3 separate regions of the Mus musculus genome follow, and regions 1 and 3 are each linked to region 2. Evidence: chromatin contacts called from public HiChIP or PLAC-seq data. All regions are on one chromosome and are shown on one strand. The core of a region is the stretch at or near the end of the contact, and the rest is flanking DNA. Distances in the headings are between cores, read along the strand shown.

What was found. HiChIP or PLAC-seq counts read pairs in DNA pulled down with a chosen protein or histone mark.
Region 1: a contact with region 2 is called in an H3K4me3 HiChIP or PLAC-seq map of embryonic forebrain, with 5 times the contacts expected there. The contact joins the enhancer-like site here to the promoter of 4922502B01Rik in region 2. A contact is called at or near these places in 6 of 39 promoter capture datasets (the 3T3-L1 cell line, the HPC-7 cell line, embryonic stem cells and 1 more), 4 of 115 datasets of contacts at active chromatin or transcription factors (astrocytes, embryonic forebrain, forebrain and 1 more) and 2 of 9 other capture datasets (embryonic stem cells and embryonic tail).
Region 3: a contact with region 2 is called in an H3K4me3 HiChIP or PLAC-seq map of embryonic forebrain, with 6 times the contacts expected there. The contact joins the enhancer-like site here to the promoter of 4922502B01Rik in region 2. A contact is called at or near these places in 3 of 39 promoter capture datasets (frontonasal cranial neural crest and liver) and 2 of 115 datasets of contacts at active chromatin or transcription factors (astrocytes and embryonic forebrain).

What each region holds. Positions count from the first base shown.
Region 1 is chr8:108,453,752-108,456,520 of GRCm38.p6, forward strand. It overlaps a transcript of Zfhx3 not described here. Among named protein-coding and RNA genes, the nearest start is that of Gm39243, 17 kb to the right of the region's middle. Within about 2 kb of position 1,465, at least 25 of the 459 cell types and tissues checked have an H3K27ac peak or open chromatin away from gene starts, as enhancers often do. A contact at or near this core is called in embryonic forebrain, where this site is marked.
Region 2 is chr8:109,248,456-109,251,417 of GRCm38.p6, forward strand. 4922502B01Rik (RIKEN cDNA 4922502B01 gene) reads right to left here and starts at 1,290. Exons shown (of 5, transcript NR_151498.1): 1 at 305-1,290. D030068K23Rik (RIKEN cDNA D030068K23 gene) reads left to right here. Exons shown (of 10, transcript NR_126329.1): 9 at 1,402-1,468; 10 at 2,649-2,962.
Region 3 is chr8:108,313,234-108,315,967 of GRCm38.p6, forward strand. It overlaps a transcript of Zfhx3 not described here. Among named protein-coding and RNA genes, the nearest start is that of Gm34675, 4.9 kb to the left of the region's middle. Within about 2 kb of position 1,313, at least 7 of the 459 cell types and tissues checked have an H3K27ac peak or open chromatin away from gene starts, as enhancers often do. A contact at or near this core is called in embryonic forebrain, where this site is marked.

The DNA of each region.
Region 1 (2,769 bases), core at 215-2,714, 790 kb before region 2:
CAGTTTGGTACCTTTCTCTACTTCCTGCCTACAGTACATCCATAGTGCAGCAAGTAACTGATGAACTCCATGACCAGCAAGAAGAAATAAGAACATGGAAATCTGTTTGAACAAATCCAACGGGTGTGAGCAGGGTGGGACATACCTGGGACCCTGAGATTGATCGCCCTCTAGCCCTTCAGGAGAGACAAAGCGAGACAATAGACACACCCAGCAAGTCCATTGTCCTAGTGTCTGTCTTTAATTATCTCCCTCCACTTCCTCAAATCACATTCATAAATATTTAATAATGACCCAGCCTCTCCCCCAACCCCAGCGTTCACATACTCTTGGGCCCCTTTATGAAATGATCCTGTTAGCTGAACTTATCTCCAGCCTCCCACAAACTCATAAGCTCTTTCCTGTTCCAAGCCCATCGGCAGATTTCTACTGGGTCATGCATCTTAAAGGAGCCCCTTCAATAACAGCCATGGCAGCTCCCATCTATCAAACACTGACATTTGTCCCTGTCACACTTCCCACACAATACTCAAGGCAGTAGGTTCCTGACACATTTGTGAATCATTGTCCCGACCGCATTAGCCACTCACAAACATGCTTATGGCGTTGCCCTCTACCTTGGCTTGCCATCAATTGAATTCCCCCTTCATTGTCCCTATTTTGCAAAGCTTTAACTGGCATCACCCCCAATAACTAATTCCATTAAGTCACACAGGTTAGTTATGACGGACACTTCATTCACTACCTCTACTTGCCTTTCTCCTCTCCCAACTCCCTAGGCCACCCAGGCTATTTCCCTGGCCCATCAGTCGGAGGCTCAAAACTCTTTCTCTCCCCCCCCCTCCAGCCCCTGAATGTGGGGCTCCTTCCGCTCGTGAGTGCCTGCTTAGGGTGACCCTACTTGATCCCTGTTACATTCCTCTGGGCTTGTCAAAGGTTTGCATTGTGTCCCTGAGTAGCTGGAGCATGCCATGAGGAGTGAGCACGGCCCAGTCCTAATCAGGACAACCTCAGCCCCGTGAAAGATGAATAATAGCGACGGCTTCAGCCCATCGTCCCAGAAGAGCCCACTGAGGACGTTTGTTTTGGGATAATGAATATGGAAATTGGGATTCCATAATAAACTGCAAGCAGTCTTTCAACTCACTCGTGCCGAAAATTCACACTCGCCTTTCCTATAACTTGTCACTTGTGTTTTTATTGTTCGATATGTAAACAAGGCCGGGAAAGCCTTTGTTCCTTGATGCCTACTTAGATTTGCCCATTAATCCCAACCCCCCTCCCTTACCCACCAAGGCATGCAGGATTACACAAAGCAAAAGTCATTAATTTTTATCTCTGACTATCTGTGGGGTTTTTAATGTGGCCTGGCTTGCTTATGCACCACCAATTACATGTCATAAGTGCTTGTAGATGCTGGAGCGGTATCATGGGCTGATGAATCACTGCCTCCTCCGCTGATTAGTATGCAAGGGGCCCTGTTCCTCTTTGAGCAGCTGGCATGCCAATGAGGATCTGGCTCGGCCGGTCAAGGCATCTGGACATGAATTCAATATGGATTGCTTTAATTAAATGGCTAAGCGCACAAGATGCTAAGAAACAACTCCATCATTGAGGGGAAACTTGAAAATATAGTCGACACAAGCAAAGCTGGGTAGAAAGAGTGGGGAAAGCTTCCATCTGCACGGTTGGTCCGCTCTACCTAAAATCCTGGGGAACTCCTGAAGCTCTCCCTTGCAAAGTGCAAAGCGCTTGCTAAAAGCAGGGTGAATCGTGGAATCTGCGGTGTACCATCTGAGATGAGTCCCGTTCATCATCCTTAAATCTAGAAATCAAAACAGAAGAGTAAAAAAACCTCCTTTTCTGCCCTTTGGGAAAGGGTTTATTTAAATTATACACTTGTTCAGAAACTCAATAAAGCTGACTCTAAGCAAGAAGAGTCAATGTTAGCTGGCCAAGGAAGTTCACGTTCACCTCTCAACCACAGTTCTGGCAGATAATGAACTAACATGGGCATCGCAAGCATGAGGAAGCCAGAGAGGTGCATCTGTGTGCTGATTCACCATGGAGGAGAGGGGAAAGCAACATGGATTTGCACTTGGGAAGGGCTTTTGAACACATCACAAATATAAAGCATCTGTCAGCCTGGATTTGCTTTCAGCATCTCTCCTGTTGTTAGTAAAGGAACAAAAGTCATCTTTTCATACAGACTAGATAGTTTCTCATTACCCGCATTTTATACCCATGAGCATTTGTCTTTAGTAGTATTGCGAGTCTCCTCTTCTATACTCTGTTTTATGTATGTGGTTGATTGTGTTTCACCGTGCCCCAGGTCGGGTGACAACACTGTGGATTTAGACATATCAAAATTGTTATCCCAGGCTTTAAAAAGGCCAGCTATGTGGTCTGAAACCCTTTCTCTATATCTAAAACAAGGATAAGAATAATACCCAGGTCATCACCTTTTTGCAGTGACTTTGCAGATTGTAGTCAGAAGTAGGATGCAGTTTTACTGATGGAATACAGAGAATGCTGCTCTTGGAATTGGTAATGTTTACCTACATACTCCAGAAGACATGGAGGAAAGACATTTAAAGTGGGTTCCTATGTATTTACCACCTCTCCAAGCTTCTAGTTTGTACTCCTGATCAAATATCTAGTGTCATCCATTAACAGCAATATATACTAAAGATGAGTCTATGGTTATGTTTTTAATGTATTGTTAAGATGCCATTGTTTAAGAGACCCCGAAGCATTCCACCTTTACAA
Region 2 (2,962 bases), core at 40-2,539:
TGGTTTACCAAGAATGAAATAGCCTATTGAGGGAACTTTAAAAGCCCTCAATTAATATGTTGAGCATGTATAAGATCCACAAAGAACTCACTGTATTTCCCACTTCCCCCCAGACATCCCCAGTACTCACAACTCCCCGAACCACCACCTTTCTTTTCTGTCAGGTGTGGGGTGGGGGAAAGATCAGAGCTACACAATAACTGGTTAACCTCTTCAAAACTGCGACAGCACCGGTCTTCACAATTAAAGGACAAAAACAAACACAAATAAAAAGGGTGACTTCATTAATGAGGGGATAAATTACCAATGACTTCTTCACTCTCTTTAGCTTATTACCCCCCAAACAAAACAAATATAATCCACATGTTAAAATCTCTTGTCTTCTTTCTTTGTTTTTGGTATGACGTTCTTTATTATGATTTTTTTTAAGTGTTGGTATTTGTAGAAGCTCCTGCCACTGTGTTCCCCAAAGAGCTACTAGTCTCAGCCCACTGGAGTTTATATTCCTTTAATTGTCTAGTGCAGGGACATTGCTGCCGATCTTAAAAATATACCGCTCTGCAGGAATTAGAGGAATCCAAGGTTGTATCCAACTTCAAAGGTTTCCAAGTCATAATGATTTTAGAAAGGCAGAAGACACATCATGGAAGGAACAAGCCCCCGTTTGAAGATAAGCATCATAGGGAATCTCTTTTTCCTTCCCTGTCTTCCCAACTTTGTGCTCCTCTCGGCTCTGGGTGCCCCCTCGCTAACGTAGTTTAATGATATGCAAATGAAATATGCATAAAACCATCCTACTGTATGATGATTAAACACTGGAGACATTAACAGCGGAGGCTTTACTCTGTATAATAATCCTTCCCGACCATCCACTTCGATTGCGGAGTTATGGAAACCCATAGCAGTTGGCAGAGAGAGGGGAAAGAGAGAAGGAAGAAGAGATGCAGGGGCACATCTCCCACTCGGTGCTTCTCCCACTCCCAAGGAGCTCCCCCAACCTTTGTACTGCACTAGTGCTGTCTTTTGTAATCCATCCATGCAGTCGCACCAGAGCGATTAACGGGGGGAAAAAACCTCTTTTCTCTTAATGTTTCAAAGCTCATTAGCCAAACGATTATTCCTCATTAACAGCGAAAGCTTATTCATTAAAAGGAAGGATATGCCCAAAAGATGCCAGCGCAGTTAATCCTGAGTCCCGTAACTGGACTGTAAATCCCAAACTACTTGTATATTCCATGCGAAAGGGGCACGCGCCAATCCACAATTAAAAGAAAAAAAAAAAAAGAAAAAGAACAAAAATGAAAACAGTTTGTGTGTTTTGTAAAATCCACAAGAGCAGCAATTAATATTCCCATTGAATTGACTTTAATTTTTGTGTGTGTGTCTCCCTTTTGTTTCCAGCGCCTGCCCCTGGCTCAGCGCCCGGTGCCAACAGAACACCTTCAGGATTCACAGCAACGCAGAAACCGTGAGTACCAGCCGCTTCCCTCAGACCCTTTTGCAGGATGTCTTTTTTTTTTTTTTTTTTCCTTAAGCACCTAAAACATAGAGACAAGGCTCTTTTCCCTTCTGCTCCTCAGCATCATGCCACCAGGGTTTGCCTGGTAGCCCCTTCCAAATCTCTCTGCCTTCAAGTTTGTACTTGTGTGTGTGGCATCCCTCCTCCTCCTCCTCCTCCTCCTCCTCCTCCTCCTCCTCCACTCCCATAGTGGATCTTGTAAAGGGGCTTCAGACGACCCCATTCATCTCCCCGGTGATAGCAGCGAATGTAGATAAATCTCTGGCTGCCTGCTTGCTGCTCCAGTATGATTTTTATTTTGTCTTCTGTGTGTACCTGGGTTAGAGAGTGGGATGCATACACACACACATACAAGTACATACTCAGATCTCCCAGTCTTTCCTCTGCCATCCTCTCCCACTTCTCAGACATGCATACACCACCCCACACACGTGTAAGTGCAAACCATATACACCTATATACGTACCCATACCTATAGCATGAAAATATATACATAGCTAAGCATTCAGTTTGTCAGAGAGTCTGTGTATTTGTATACACGCAGAGCCTTACACACATCTCTATATGCACTCGATGGTTGCCTGTTTTCACGTCTACCCATCTAGATAGCTCCTTTTAAACATTCCCTCTTTTCTCTCAGCAGAGGCTGTGTGCCATTTCCATCCAGGATTGGGAAAGCAGTATTCCTTCCTTAGAATTTCTATCTGTAGACCTTTATGTTTCCTTCTCTGCCTTCTTCGGAGCTATAAAATTGGCATCTTTCCCTGAGGTTTTCCGAATGGCAAGTGGTACCGGCTGTGGCATGCATTCATGCCGATTCCTCAGGCATTTCTCTTCCGATGTCTGCCTTTCCTCTTTGTTGTTGACTTGGCTGAACGGTGTGTTGTTGTTGTTGTTTTTTTAAGTTAATTATAAACGAAGTTGAGTAGCAAATAAGCCAGTAGCTTGCCCTCTCAAAAAAAAATTAATGAAAAAACAAAAATAGCCCACACAAGTGCCTTCTGCTGCAACAGATGCCCACATCACCCTTGGCATGGGCAACGGACAAACAGTTTGGGTGGTTGATGATTTTCTCTGACTGTCGCTGTATCTGTTGTTTGTTTTCCTTGTTTCTTTTTGATTTTTCAAGATGTCCAGGACCCCGGCCTCTGCTTGGAACGGAATGGTGTCATGGCGGAGACAACGGCCTTTGTCTTGCTGGGTGTGAAAACATCCGCCGTGCTGGCTCTTCCACTGCGGCAGAATCAAGTTTAAATGAAAAAAGTGATTAAAGTCAGCTTTGTGCTTCTTTGGTGTGGAAGACCCCAAAACCCCAAGTAGCCGATTCCCAGGGTCCAAGGAAGGGCTCATAGTTGGAGCAGCCTGGGCTGTAATCCTGGCACTTGCGCCTTGCGTTGCTGCTTGCTGTTCGCTCCTGGGGGTCTGGATAATCTCCCTTGGCTT
Region 3 (2,734 bases), core at 63-2,562, 940 kb before region 2:
GGTCTCCTTCTGGGTGGTGGCAGTCCACTTGTAGCTTCTTTGGTGGCTTGATCTTACCCAGCTGGCTCACAGGTAAGGATTACCTTTTTCAAGGACTTATCTAATCAAGGAGTGGGGCTGGGTGATGAATAGGATGGGGGCCTCTGCTCTGTATCCTTAAGCACTTGAAGAATGGTCCACAGATAAGGACCTCACCGATTCTTTGGGTTAGAGAGGCCTTCCTTTCTTACCTCGAAGGTGTTGGTGTCACTTGCTTTCTAACATACTGACATATAGGTGCTTCTTTCATTCCCCTCCTGTCTATCTGATCAAGCCAGAAAGGAGAATACTGCTGTCAAGTTCTGTAGATAAGTCTTAACTGACTCTGTAGAAGCTCAGACCAAGTGGAAAGCTATGGATTTGTAACCAGGGCCCTTTTGACAGATACCCTTATCTCCTATATTCCTTCTCCCGTCTCTCATAGCCATGTAATACTTTTCATTATTGGGGACATGGTGGCCACACATAAGGACTACTTGTCCCACTCTGCTTTGCAGCTAAATGGGAGTACGCAAATATGCATGGACCTTTCCTGAGCTGTGTGTGTTAGTGTGTCCCTTCTTTGTTTCTTCTCTTTTGCTGCTTGGGAGTCAGGGGCAGTCATCTTGGACCATGACGATAGGGATGCCTTAAGGGTGTGGAAGGCACTTAAACTTCGGAGATTCAGGATGTGCACAATCATGAACTGTGCTGCTACTTTGGAAACTAGACTTGCTCGGGGCCTAAATCTAATCCTTAATGATTTGCCACCAATGTTTTCTTTTCCACAACCCCAGATATCATTTCATTTCATTTCATTTGCTTTGTGTGTGTGTGTGTGTGTGTGTGTGTGTGTGTGTGTGTGTGTGTGTGTGTGTTGTTTTCCAAATTACAATACAAGGTTCTGAGATAAGAAACACAGGGCTAAACATGGAGGGAATCATTCCAGGTCTACCTCACAGGACGAAGACTCTGCTCATCACCTGCTGATCCCCATTCCAACCGGAAGGAAAACACTGAAGACATCTCAGCTCTCAGCTCCTAAATTCAGTGCTTGCTCTTCGTCTACTGAGAGGCTGATTGCTTTGTGCTGTACCCTGGGATGCCTGCTGTTTTATCATGGCACAGGCTAGGGAGACGGAGAACAGCTATTCAGAGCACAGCAGTCAGAGAAAATTCCAGGAAGCATTCTCTCTGTGCTCCTCACCAGCATCAAGACCGTTCATGTTTTGCCCTAGCCCAAGCTGAGGACGTACCCAAGGCCAAGAGCAGTGTGGAGCAAGACAGACGCTGGCCCTCTTGGGCACATCCACACCCAGCCCTACCTGCTCTGTGACCATCAGACTGCCTGCTCCTACCTTGCTTTCACCACCCCTGTCATGTTGCTTACCCAGTGGCCTTTGCCACTAAGGAACCTAAACAAAGCCAACTGACTAGTGGCCTTTCAGGGATTAGGGACACAGAAGCGAAGAAACTTTTCTGTCCAGACAAAGGGAAGATAAGGAAAGATGGAACTAGGGGTGGGCCTGGGACTAGGTTGGACCCCCAAGCTCCCCAGTGTGACCAAGCCTCAGCACAGCTGTGACATTAGCAGCCATCGTTTGGAGGCCCAAAGATAATTCTTCAGATCAAAGCGGCCCCGTCTTTAGACAATTAGAGTGAAATTGAAGCTCTCCTCCAAAAGAAACACATGCTCTTGTTATGTTTCCCCTCCCCCCACCCCTGCCTTATTTGATTCTTTATGAACAAATTGGTTTTCAGGGCTATAGAAAGGACCAATTGGAAGCTTAAATTCTTGCTCTCTGCCCCCAGGGTGGATTCACGGGGGTGAACACGTTAGATCTGAAAGCTGACTTCTTCTTCTCTCTCTCTCTCTTTTTTTCCTTCTTCTCTTTTTTAAATTGGTATCTAAGAATAAAAGAGGACCACGTAGGCAAAGCTGATCAGGCCGAATAAAGTCTCCTTTTAAGCGGAAACCACCCCTCCCCCTACCTTCCCTCCAGAAAAGCCAGACTGTAATTGCTTGCAATCACTCCACACAAATTGTCTGCTCGTGTTTGCTTTTTAATTTTGTATAATCTGGTCCATTTCGCTCTCTCTGCCTTTGAGCTTAACCTTCCTCTTTCTCCCTTCCTCTTATTCGGAGTCAGAGTCAGCCAGTCTCTCTCTCTCTCTCTCTCTCCCTCCCTCCCTCCCTCCCTCTCCTTCCCTCCTTCCTTCCCTCCCTCCTCTCTTCTCCCTTCTTCCTTTAATTCTTCAAGACTATTTTTAAATTATTACTAATTTTCAATGATAGTTGATGGCTCTTCCTAAGCAAAGGCACTTAGAGAAAAAAACAAAAAAAAACAAAAAACAAAAAACAAAAAAAAACAACCACAGGTGTACTGGATGCAATGGGTCTATCCTGTGTCATCATAAATGTTTATTTCTCTGCCCAAAGTAATATAATGCATTAATACTGTTTCTTGACGTGTTGAATATATTTTAATAACTAAACGACTGACCCCAGAGTAGGGAAAAATGAACCAGAACCATAAAGATGATTGTTCAGAGTGGCAAAGCACCATTGTCTGGGGGTTGCTTAGCAGGTACGTGGTTCCCAGCATCACTGGCTTCATCTGCTGTCTTAGCAATGGTGTTCTTTGTATTTGGGGTAATATGCTGTCCACTCCATCCAAGGCTTCCTTCGTTCTACGCCCGTGTTTCATTCACATGG